2 separate regions of the Sus scrofa genome follow, and region 2 is linked to region 1. A link is a contact called in public HiChIP or PLAC-seq data. All regions are on one chromosome and are shown on one strand. The core of a region is the stretch at or near the end of the contact, and the rest is flanking DNA. Distances in the headings are between cores, read along the strand shown.

The links. HiChIP or PLAC-seq counts read pairs in DNA pulled down with a chosen protein or histone mark.
Region 2: a contact with region 1 is called in an H3K27ac HiChIP or PLAC-seq map of alveolar macrophages. The contact joins two enhancer-like sites. A contact is called at or near these places in 1 of 47 Hi-C or Micro-C datasets (embryonic fibroblasts) and 2 of 2 datasets of contacts at active chromatin or transcription factors (alveolar macrophages and skeletal muscle).

What each region holds. Positions count from the first base shown.
Region 1 is chr5:41,712,026-41,716,791 of Sscrofa11.1, reverse strand. It overlaps FGD4 (FYVE, RhoGEF and PH domain-containing protein 4), which reads left to right. Exons shown (of 17, transcript XM_021092066.1): 5 at 3,992-4,081. Among named protein-coding and RNA genes, the nearest start is that of DNM1L, 78 kb to the right of the region's middle. Within about 2 kb of position 2,686, at least 2 of the 83 cell types and tissues checked have an H3K27ac peak or open chromatin away from gene starts, as enhancers often do. A contact at or near this core is called in alveolar macrophages, where this site is marked.
Region 2 is chr5:41,791,809-41,796,574 of Sscrofa11.1, reverse strand. All of the region lies in intron 1 of FGD4 (FYVE, RhoGEF and PH domain-containing protein 4), which reads left to right. Among named protein-coding and RNA genes, the nearest start is that of FGD4, 85 kb to the left of the region's middle. Within about 2 kb of position 2,919, at least 13 of the 83 cell types and tissues checked have an H3K27ac peak or open chromatin away from gene starts, as enhancers often do. A contact at or near this core is called in alveolar macrophages, where this site is marked.

The DNA of each region.
Region 1 (4,766 bases), core at 1,437-3,936:
TGTAAGGACTAGTCAATCTGTGTAAAATGCTTATGACAGTCTGGCACATAACAAGTAATGAGTGAAAAAGTGTTAGTTGTTCTTATTATGGTGATATTACTGTTGTGATTAACCTAAAGAAAGGCTCCATTTAAATGGTGTTATGTCTCACTTCCACCACACAATCCCTAGTAATTTTTCACAGACCTTACGTATGAGTGATTAAACCATGTGTCAGCAAGTTTACTTTTGCTAATCTTTGTGTTGGTTTTTGCAAGGTCAGGGACCTAATGTTAGACCATCTGTGTGGAAGGAATATAGCTTTTATTAATAACTGCTGGCATCCCCTTGGATTTTGGCAAAATATGACCAGGATACCCACAATTTGCCACGTTCAGCTAAAGTATGATCTGCAGTCAGCAAAAGGATTGTTTCTTATAAGCTTCCTATTTAAGATCCCATAGGATGTGGAAAACCTCAGGGGTGACTTCATTGTGTAGCAATAATAGACAGTATGACCTGTTGGTTGATGAATTCCCTGACGCATAAAAGATGTATTATTTTATCATGGCACAGATTCTGCTGGATCATTTTCCTTAAAGATATTTCTCAGAACTAGAATGAGAACACACAAAAAAATATAGCGGGTCAGAAAGATGTATCGCTACTATTAGAATAAAATAAAGGGCTTGAAAAGAACAAACTACTAATACTAATAAAAACATGGATGCATCTCAGACACATTTTGATAAGTGAAAGAATCAAGACTCAAAAGGCAAATACTGTGTGATTTCATGTACGTGACGTTCTGGGACAGGCCAGATCAGCAAATACCAGGAGCTGGTGGTAGAAGAGGAGTGGGATTGACTGCATACCTAAGAAAAGTTTCAGTGGAAAAGTTCCGTATCTTAATTGTGGTAGTAGTGACATGACTGTATTTGTCAAAACTCCTAGAACTATACCCCAAAGGGCGAATGGTACCATTTGTAATTATAGCTCAGTAAGTCTGGCTTAACAAAACTCAAACAAATGGCTATAGTGTTGGGACAGGTCAGTATTTCCTGTGAACGTGTAGCATATCACTTTTTCTGAAATGGTGATAGAGTTCTCATGTACTTACTTATTATACTTTATTACAGCTTTGAAAGTGACATTGAAAGTTTGTTAAATATTTTACTTTCTTCTCTATAAATAGTAATTGTCTAAAAATTACTTGAAAGTTCATCAGTTTCGTGGACTATACTGCATATGTTTCTTAGTATTTAATCGGGATGCTACAAATAACACCAAATTACTCAACCTGGCTTAAACAACAAGGACGTTTATTGGCTTCATGCCTGTGGTTATGGGATGGCTGCTCAAAGCACTGAAGCCTGTGTGCACCCACATTTAAATGGAGCAGCAAAGAGATCTCTTTTTCCATGGTTCTTCCTTAAGGGTAGGGAGCCTCCTTTTCTGAAGCCACCAGTGCATATTCCCTCATGTCTCATTGGCTTCTGAACCAATCGCTGTGTACTCTTGACTGTGACACCATTCAGGGGTCCCCTTTAGATCTGTGGATAAGGTCACTTTCCCCAAAGGAAAGGCTACATAGTCATAGGGTAGACACATTAACCAAATAAGGATACCATTCAGAGATGGGGGGAGAGGATGCCAGGCAGGCAAGCAACAATGCTAGTACTTTACTCTGAGTTTACTACATTAAACCAAAATCTTGACTGATTGTGGGATTTGATTACTACATAGTTCTTAGTTCAGTATTTCCGAAACCACAAATTATTTAAACAGTATTATGTTTCTTTAGCCTAAAGACTTCACATAAAAATACCTCACTTCAGTGATTCTGTAAGAAGCAACATGATAACTTTCTGCATTTAAAACATGTATTACATGTAAAACATAAAGTAGATGTCATGTATGTTTAACACAATGAAGCATTCATACAGCTTAATAGCATTTTGTGCACATTTTAAAATGTAGCATTTACATAGATTAGACACTGGTTTAAAATATACTTTGGTCTGCTTTGATACTAAAGTTTTTACTAAACCCTTATTATACTTCATACACTCCTAGAATGAAAAGAATATGTCAGTGAAATAACCAGGGAGAAATTTCTAAATAAAAAGATGTTTAGGTACAAAGTCTAAAGCACATTTTCATAGGACCAAGCCCAAGGGCTTTGGATAGTTGAAGAAGGCCCATGGACCAGGGATGGAAATTTAGGAGGCCATTGAAAGGAACATAAATAAGTCTTAAGTACCTAGAGAGGTATGGCAAGAGCATATGCCAGCCAGAGAGACTAGAAAGAAGGAAGGCTTGGTGATGTTCAGGGATGTGTTTGAAGGTAGATAGGTCAATGTGTTTAGAGGGAAAGGTTTCTATAAAGATACACTGAGAACTCTGAGGAAGTGAACAGAGATTTGAAAACCCTGAATGGTATATACAGAGTCTGGATCTTATCCAGTCAGGGAGAGGAGGATTATTGGAAGATTTTTTTGTTTCCCCCCTTATGGGAAATAGGATTAGCTAGGCAGAGCAAAGTTTTGGAAAGATTCCTCACCCAGCAATGTTCAAGGCAGATTAGAGCCAATAATAATAATAATAATGAAGTCAGGTCATTGGGCAACAGTTGATTGGTCTGGGCTTGAGGTTAAGTATGAGCAAACCAGGCAGGCAGTGAGGAGAACTTAAAGGATGGATGCTAAAGACAGAATGTCTTGAGCAGGAGTTGGTGGCTGACTGGATCTTGTGGTAGGGAACTAAGCTTAAAGTAATTCAGGTCAGCTAACTAGAAAGGGATGGAACCATTGCCAGGATGGTCAGGTTCAGGGGTGGTGGTAGGATAGAGATTTTATAGAAAAGATGAGTTTGGTCTTAGGAGGACAGCATGTCAAAGTGATAATAAATGTCTAGCAGTAGTTAGGCATATGAGAACTGCTGCTCATTCATTCATTCAGTGGTATTTTATTGAGTGCCAATGTTTTATTGAAGCACTGTAATAGACACTAGAGATGAGCAGTTAACAAGGAGACAGTGTTCCCATCCTCATGGCACTAGCAAGGTTATACAAGTATATTTAAGGATTACATAAATATAAACAGGAAATAATAAAGTACAGATTTAATTTAAAATAATATGGCCAACACATAGAAATGGAATCTCTGTGATGGACATGCAGTTCATTTTACTATTCTTTCAACTCTTCTTTTGTATATGATTGAAATTTTGCATAATAAAAAAAAAGTTTAAAGCAAAAAGTTCTGTGCACAGAGCTAATAATTAAACAAGATCTTTGAGAGAGATAGAATCATGTGCAAGGAGTAGCCCGAGAGAAATGGGGGGGAAATGAGGAAAAGTAAAAAAACAAAGATGTTTCAAGGAAAGATAGACGAGCGTGCTAATTGCTACAAAGACCAAAGAAGTTATAACTTAAAGTCTTTATAGACTAAATCTAGCAGACTGCTTGTTTTTAAATTTGCTCATTTCTGGTTGGCTGTTCCTTGATGACCAAAAGGAATCAAGCTCTTGAGAAGCTTAAGAAAACTGTTTTCACGAAAACATTTGGTACTGCTTATTACTTGAGAATCTCATACTGAGTGAAATGAGCCAGAAAGACAAAGACAAATACCATATGATATCACTTATAACTGGAATCTAATATCCAGCACAAATGAACATCTCCTCAGAAAAGAAAATCATGGACTTGGAGAAGAGACATGTGGCTGCCTGATGGGAGGGAGAGGGAGTGGGAGGGATCGGGAGTTTGGGCTTATCAGACACAACTTAGAATAGATTTACAAGGAGATCCTGCTGAGTAGCATTGAGTACTTTGTCTAGATACTCATGTTGCAACAGAACAAAGGGTGAGGGAAAAAAAATGTAATTGTAATGTATACATCTAAGGATAACTTGATCCCCTTGCTGTACAGTGGGAAAATTAAAAAAAAAAAAGAAAGAAATATTGTCCAAGCTTTCTTACCTAATATGTGACTGTCTATTCTATTTTTAGGAGACCAATGAGCAAAAACTTCACAAAATAGCCAATGAGCTTTTGCTTACGGAAAGAGCTTACGTCAGCCGACTTGACCTCTTAGATCAGGTAACATTTTCTCTTTCAAAATTACTTCATTTTGTGGCATTATACATCGTTTTAACTTAGTAATTAAAGTGTTTTAGAAACTGCAAGGAGCCTCTGGTCATTTTTGGCCAGTGAAAGCTACTTCCACAAGGAAATCTCTAACATTTTCAGCTCTGTTAGTGAATTCATTAGGTATAAAAGTTTTAAAATTCATAAAGAATAAATTGAAGGACTCTTTGTATGAGTCACACAATGTCTTTATTTGTGTCTTGCAACCCTAAACACTGCTCTGTTTCTTGACCATTTATTGTTTTCCTGAGGGCTGTGTTACTATTATATGATCTAAATAGATTCTGATACGGACATGAATACATTACTGATTCCTGTCTCACTCTTAAGCCCTTGTGAGTGATCTGAATTACTATAGTCACAGGCCACAAGGGAGTTTGAGAGTTCACTTGTTCAGCCTTGTATGAAACATTAGAAGCAGTTCCTGGTATAAATGCTTGTTGAATATGTGAATCACTTTTTTTTTTTTTTTTTTTTTTTTTTTTTGGTCTTTTTGCCATTTCTTGAGCCGCTCCCTCGGCACATGGCGGTTCCCAGGCTAGGGGTCGAATCGGAGCCAGATCCTTAACCCACTGAGCAAGGCCAGAGATCAAACCCACAACCTCATGGTTCCTAGTCGGATTCTTTAACCACTGAG
Region 2 (4,766 bases), core at 1,670-4,169, 80 kb before region 1:
TCAGTGCAAGGGGAAAGTCAAGTTTTGAGAAGAGAACTGGCATTATCTACTGAGGCAAGGTGGTAACAGAGAGTTTAATTAGGAAATTATTAAGGAATCCAGGTGAGGGGTGACTTACACCAGGTGGAAATGGTGGAGGTTGTATGAAGTGGCCAGATGGGAAGAAATAGCCCATGTCATGAGCTGTTGGATGTGACAGTGTCAAAGAGAGAAAAGTCAAAGATGGGCTCTCAGGCATTCATTCACCCCAAGGGACTGCAACGGTGGAGTTGCTATTTCCATAAACAAGGAAGGATGTAGGAGGAGCAAGTTTGGGAAAAAAAGTGGGTTAAGGATCTGGCTTTGCTGTGGCCTGTGGTGTAGGTCCAAGACTTGGCTCAGATTGGGTGTTGCTGTGGCTCTGGTGTAGGCCAGAAGCTGCAGCTCCCATTCATCCCCTTGCCTGGGAACTTCCATATGCTGCTGCAGGTTTGGCTCTAAAAAGAGATACAATACAATAAAATAAAAAATAAAATAAAATTCACGGAGAAAGAGGTTTGTCCTGGAGTTATAAATTTGGGAGATATCTGTATACAATATTTTTAACATTAAAAAAAAACCAGTATAGTTATTTACCCATTATTACTCCTCTCATATAGAATTTTCATTGGTATTTTCCTTTTTTAAATCCAAATAAACTTTAGAGTCACTTTGTGAAATTTATTTTCTAAAGTATGTTGGAAATTTTACTAGAAGACTGTGTATAAATTTACTGGAAGACTGACTATAAGGTAATTTGAAAAGACTTGACACCTTTAAAATGGATCTTTGTAACCAGCAACAAATTATTCTCTCCATTTAGTTTTCCTTTATTTCTTCTAAGAGTTCCTTCTTTTTCTGACAAATAGTTCATACACATTTCTTGATAATATTATTCCCAAGTGTTATATACTTTTTGTTGCCATCGTTAGTAAATTTCATTCCATTGGTGTTCTGGTAGTTTTTGCCTTCTGAAGGAATTATATTGATATATTTGGCCACGTCACTAAATTGTGGGTATTATAAATAATATCCTTGATTTCTTTGATTTTTTTTCCCCAGCAATAGAATCATATTGTCTGCAAACAATCATTTAATCTTTTTCCTTTCAACCCTTGTATCCGATTTCTGCTCGTGCCAAGAAAAGAAGTCTTAATTTAAGATGGGGGAACTGTTGGTAAGGAGAAAATTAATATCTAAAAGTCTAGTCACAGCTTATAATTTTTGTTTAGTTTTCACTTTAGGCTTATTCTAGTTATTTATTTTCCTTTATATAATTTATTTCTGATGGATTTATTTTTAGTACCTAAAGTTCATCTGTTTTAGGTTTATGCATTATCTTCAGTAGTTGGTTTGGGTGTGGTAGATATTTGGTTTTCATCCATTTTGCTCTTCCAGGGACATATTCTCTGACTCCTTGAGCATCACAGATGGGGGGAAACACTCTTTTCCTCTTGAATCAGCATTTACGTTTTATGGATGCAGAAACAAATTAAACCCAGTAGAAAGCACATAACCAAGCAATTTCAGTCCTATAAGTGAATAAAGCCCTAATGAAAATTTAAAGTTCAGTAGTCTCTCCATTTCCCCTCAAATGAACAAAAACAAAAACTTTAAGCATGTTTAAAAATTATTGCCTGTACACTTATAAGGCAGTTGATTTTGAAAACTGATTTTATTTTCAAACTAAGTTTTACCAACACGAAAATTATATTTAAAAAAACTTTCTAAATACAAAACCAGTTTCACTTCTGATGGCGATTGTCAATCAGAAAAGGACTTGCTGATGCAGCTTAGATTTCTGGAATGCTTTATCTTGAATTTTCAAGCTAACTTTCAAGTTTTATTTTCTATTTGTTAAGCCTCATGTGACCTTTCTCCGTGAATGAGCAGTGGACGCTATCTGACACGTTAGGACTTTGTACCTCCAAGGGTGGATTTGCAGGACAGCTTTTAATTGGCCTGCATTGGCTTGTTTAAATAGCCAAACACCTGCTGGGCAAGCCCCTGCGCATGTGAGTGGCTATATGTTCCTTCCTTTAGGATTTGCAAGGCTGGAGCACAAAGACAGCGATTGTTACCCAATAAGCAGTAGTCACACACTTCTACCAATCGCCTTAGGAGGGCTGGTTACCATGGAATCCACCATCTGTTCACTCCCCGCCGGAATGTGATTATCCTTGCTGGGCTGGGAACTGGGGGAAGCAGGGAGCGTGTGCTGTGTGAAATGATCTGCAATGGACTGGGTTAATGGGAGGCTAGATCTGACTCACGAGAAGAACAAATGAAGGGAGTTTTACTTCTTAACCATTTGTGACTTCTAACCAAGAGGAATAAATTCAGCTTTTATAAGGTAAGTAATCCTAGTATGTTGTATCCAGTTTGTACTACGTTTGGTGTGGGGCATTATCTCCATGTGGTCCAAGGTAAGGGAGCTATAAGCTCTTCTGTTGTATTGGTTTTAAGCAGCTCAGTTATACCTATACAATTACATGTTAATGTTGGGAAAATGAAAGTATTATTCTTTAATCTTTAAAAAAAATTTTGTGCCTATGAAATTGTATTATGACCTCTGAAAGTGGCAAAAAGACAATCATTTTAAACGGTCTCCCAGAGTGAATTGTACCAATATTCTTTTTGAAATACGCCCATGGCCACAATGTGTTCAGTGTCTTCTTCAAATAAGAAAATGTCTCAGGTCAGGGACGTTTGTAGGTTATGGTTTTATTAATCATTATTCAGGCTCTACCAGAATAATGACTGATCTACCATTACTAACTCATGTTTTGTAATGTGATGTTTATGCAGTTTTATTTTGCAATGCTTTTGCACAAGTTTCAAGGGCCTGAGCATGTGGAAACAATGTGACAGTGCTTTAACCGCTGGCATGTAGGCACAGTGATAAAGGAAGGGGCAAAGCTAGGAAGATCAGCTTCTATTTCAAGGGCTTCCTTTGTTTTTCTGTTTGAACAGCCCCTTAAAATGTGTGGTGCATATTGTAAGCAGTAGAAGGAGATTTTGGTGCTAACAAATGGATGACTGACATTTTTCTGTGTGGCTAAGAGGTTGGTAGCTCAAACAAGGGACTTCTATGTCCTTTGTAAAGCGGCATTGTATCCCCCTTCCCCAAAACTGCCCTAAAACATAAAAGTGAAAAACAAAAAGAGTGCTGTCTATACTCTGGATACTTCTTCTTTTGTGTAAGTTTTTCTGTCATTTAAACCATAGCATAGCACCAGAGATCTGTGAGTCTAGCTGGGTCTGCCATTTTTATTTGATATAGGAAGGGGCTGCAAGCAGAGGATTTGCTAATGCAGCTTTGGTCCCTTTAATTGTGCTCTTCTGCTATCATCTTTGACATTCATGTCAGTGGGTCAGTGGCTGCCCAGAGAGCTAGAAAAGGTCATTGCTGACAGGCCCTCCTTGTTTGGTTTTCTTTTTTTGATGATAGTATAAAATTAGATAACCTTGTATTGGTCAAGGACTCATGTTCTTACTTTAGGAACAGGTTTTCAGGTCTGATTGCTAATTGTGGGTTCTTGGTATTTATTGCAGTTGACTTCATGTGGTTAAAAGTCTTACCTTCTTTTGCACTTACTGGTCTAAATACATTGTTATTTTAAAGTTTTTAATATGCAAAATTAGATTAGGTACTTACTAGCCTTAAAAAAGCATCTTTTTCAGTAATAATAGACATACATGCCTGAAAATTTCCTTAGCGTCTGTAAAAATTTTTGTGCATGTTTTATTATTTAGATGAAATTTTCACCCATAAAGGCAATCGTTCATAAGCAGTATGTTTGGGGAAGAAATGAAATCATTTAAAAACATGTGCTTATAGGCTGTTTGTGTTGCTTTAATTCTCTTATATCTTAGAAACCTGAAAAGGCCTGGATGTGAATGGGTGTGAAGTGTATGAGCATCTCTGTTCCTGGGATGTGGTTACTCAAGCAGTGGGGGTGGGCTGGGCAAATCAGGACACTTTTCAAGTTCTCTAGTGTTTGTGAATTTCCTTACTACTTCTACTGTTACTGAGTTAAAGTTATAAGATTTTTTTTTTAATGTGGGTATTTACATCAGAATGTATCCCAGCATTGTATAGATATTGACAGGCGTTTAGTCATTTGTTTTCACTTGTAAACATGTTTATTAATGTTTCTTGATGGATTTTTCTGAATAACAACAATAAAGCCAAAGGGGTGTTCAGGTGTTGAAAAAAACTTTCTTCCATCAGCCGCTGACAAGACAAGAAACTTAGGGTGAGACTCTGAAGTTGGTCAAGAGGTCTGGCAGGAGGGGACAGTCGGGGAGCGTCTGTGATCCCTAAGAGTGCACCTGAGAGACAGGAGGGCACAGTCTCATCATGTGTTAGTTCACTTTAGGGGATGTGATTTGGGGGACCTGGTATTCCTTCCTCTGCTCCATTCACGAACACCATCAGTGGTGAGACCCTTCACATCCACAGTCTTGTGGTGCTAAGTTGAGAAGGTCAGGTCAGCTGAGAAACGTTGCCTCCTGGCTCCCACTGTCCTTGTCTGTGAGGGTGGAAAGAGGTGCTAGATTGCAGTGCTTTTCAAACTCCTAATGGCAGGACGCTGTTCCATCCTTCAGTGCAACTTAGATTTTAGTAGATGATAAGTTTAGATTTATGTTTCTAAATATGTAAAGCAACCCTTATTCAAAGTCATTTCTTTTGAAAGTGTTATATAGATGACAAACTGGAAACTCTGGATAAAGGGCCTGGGGAG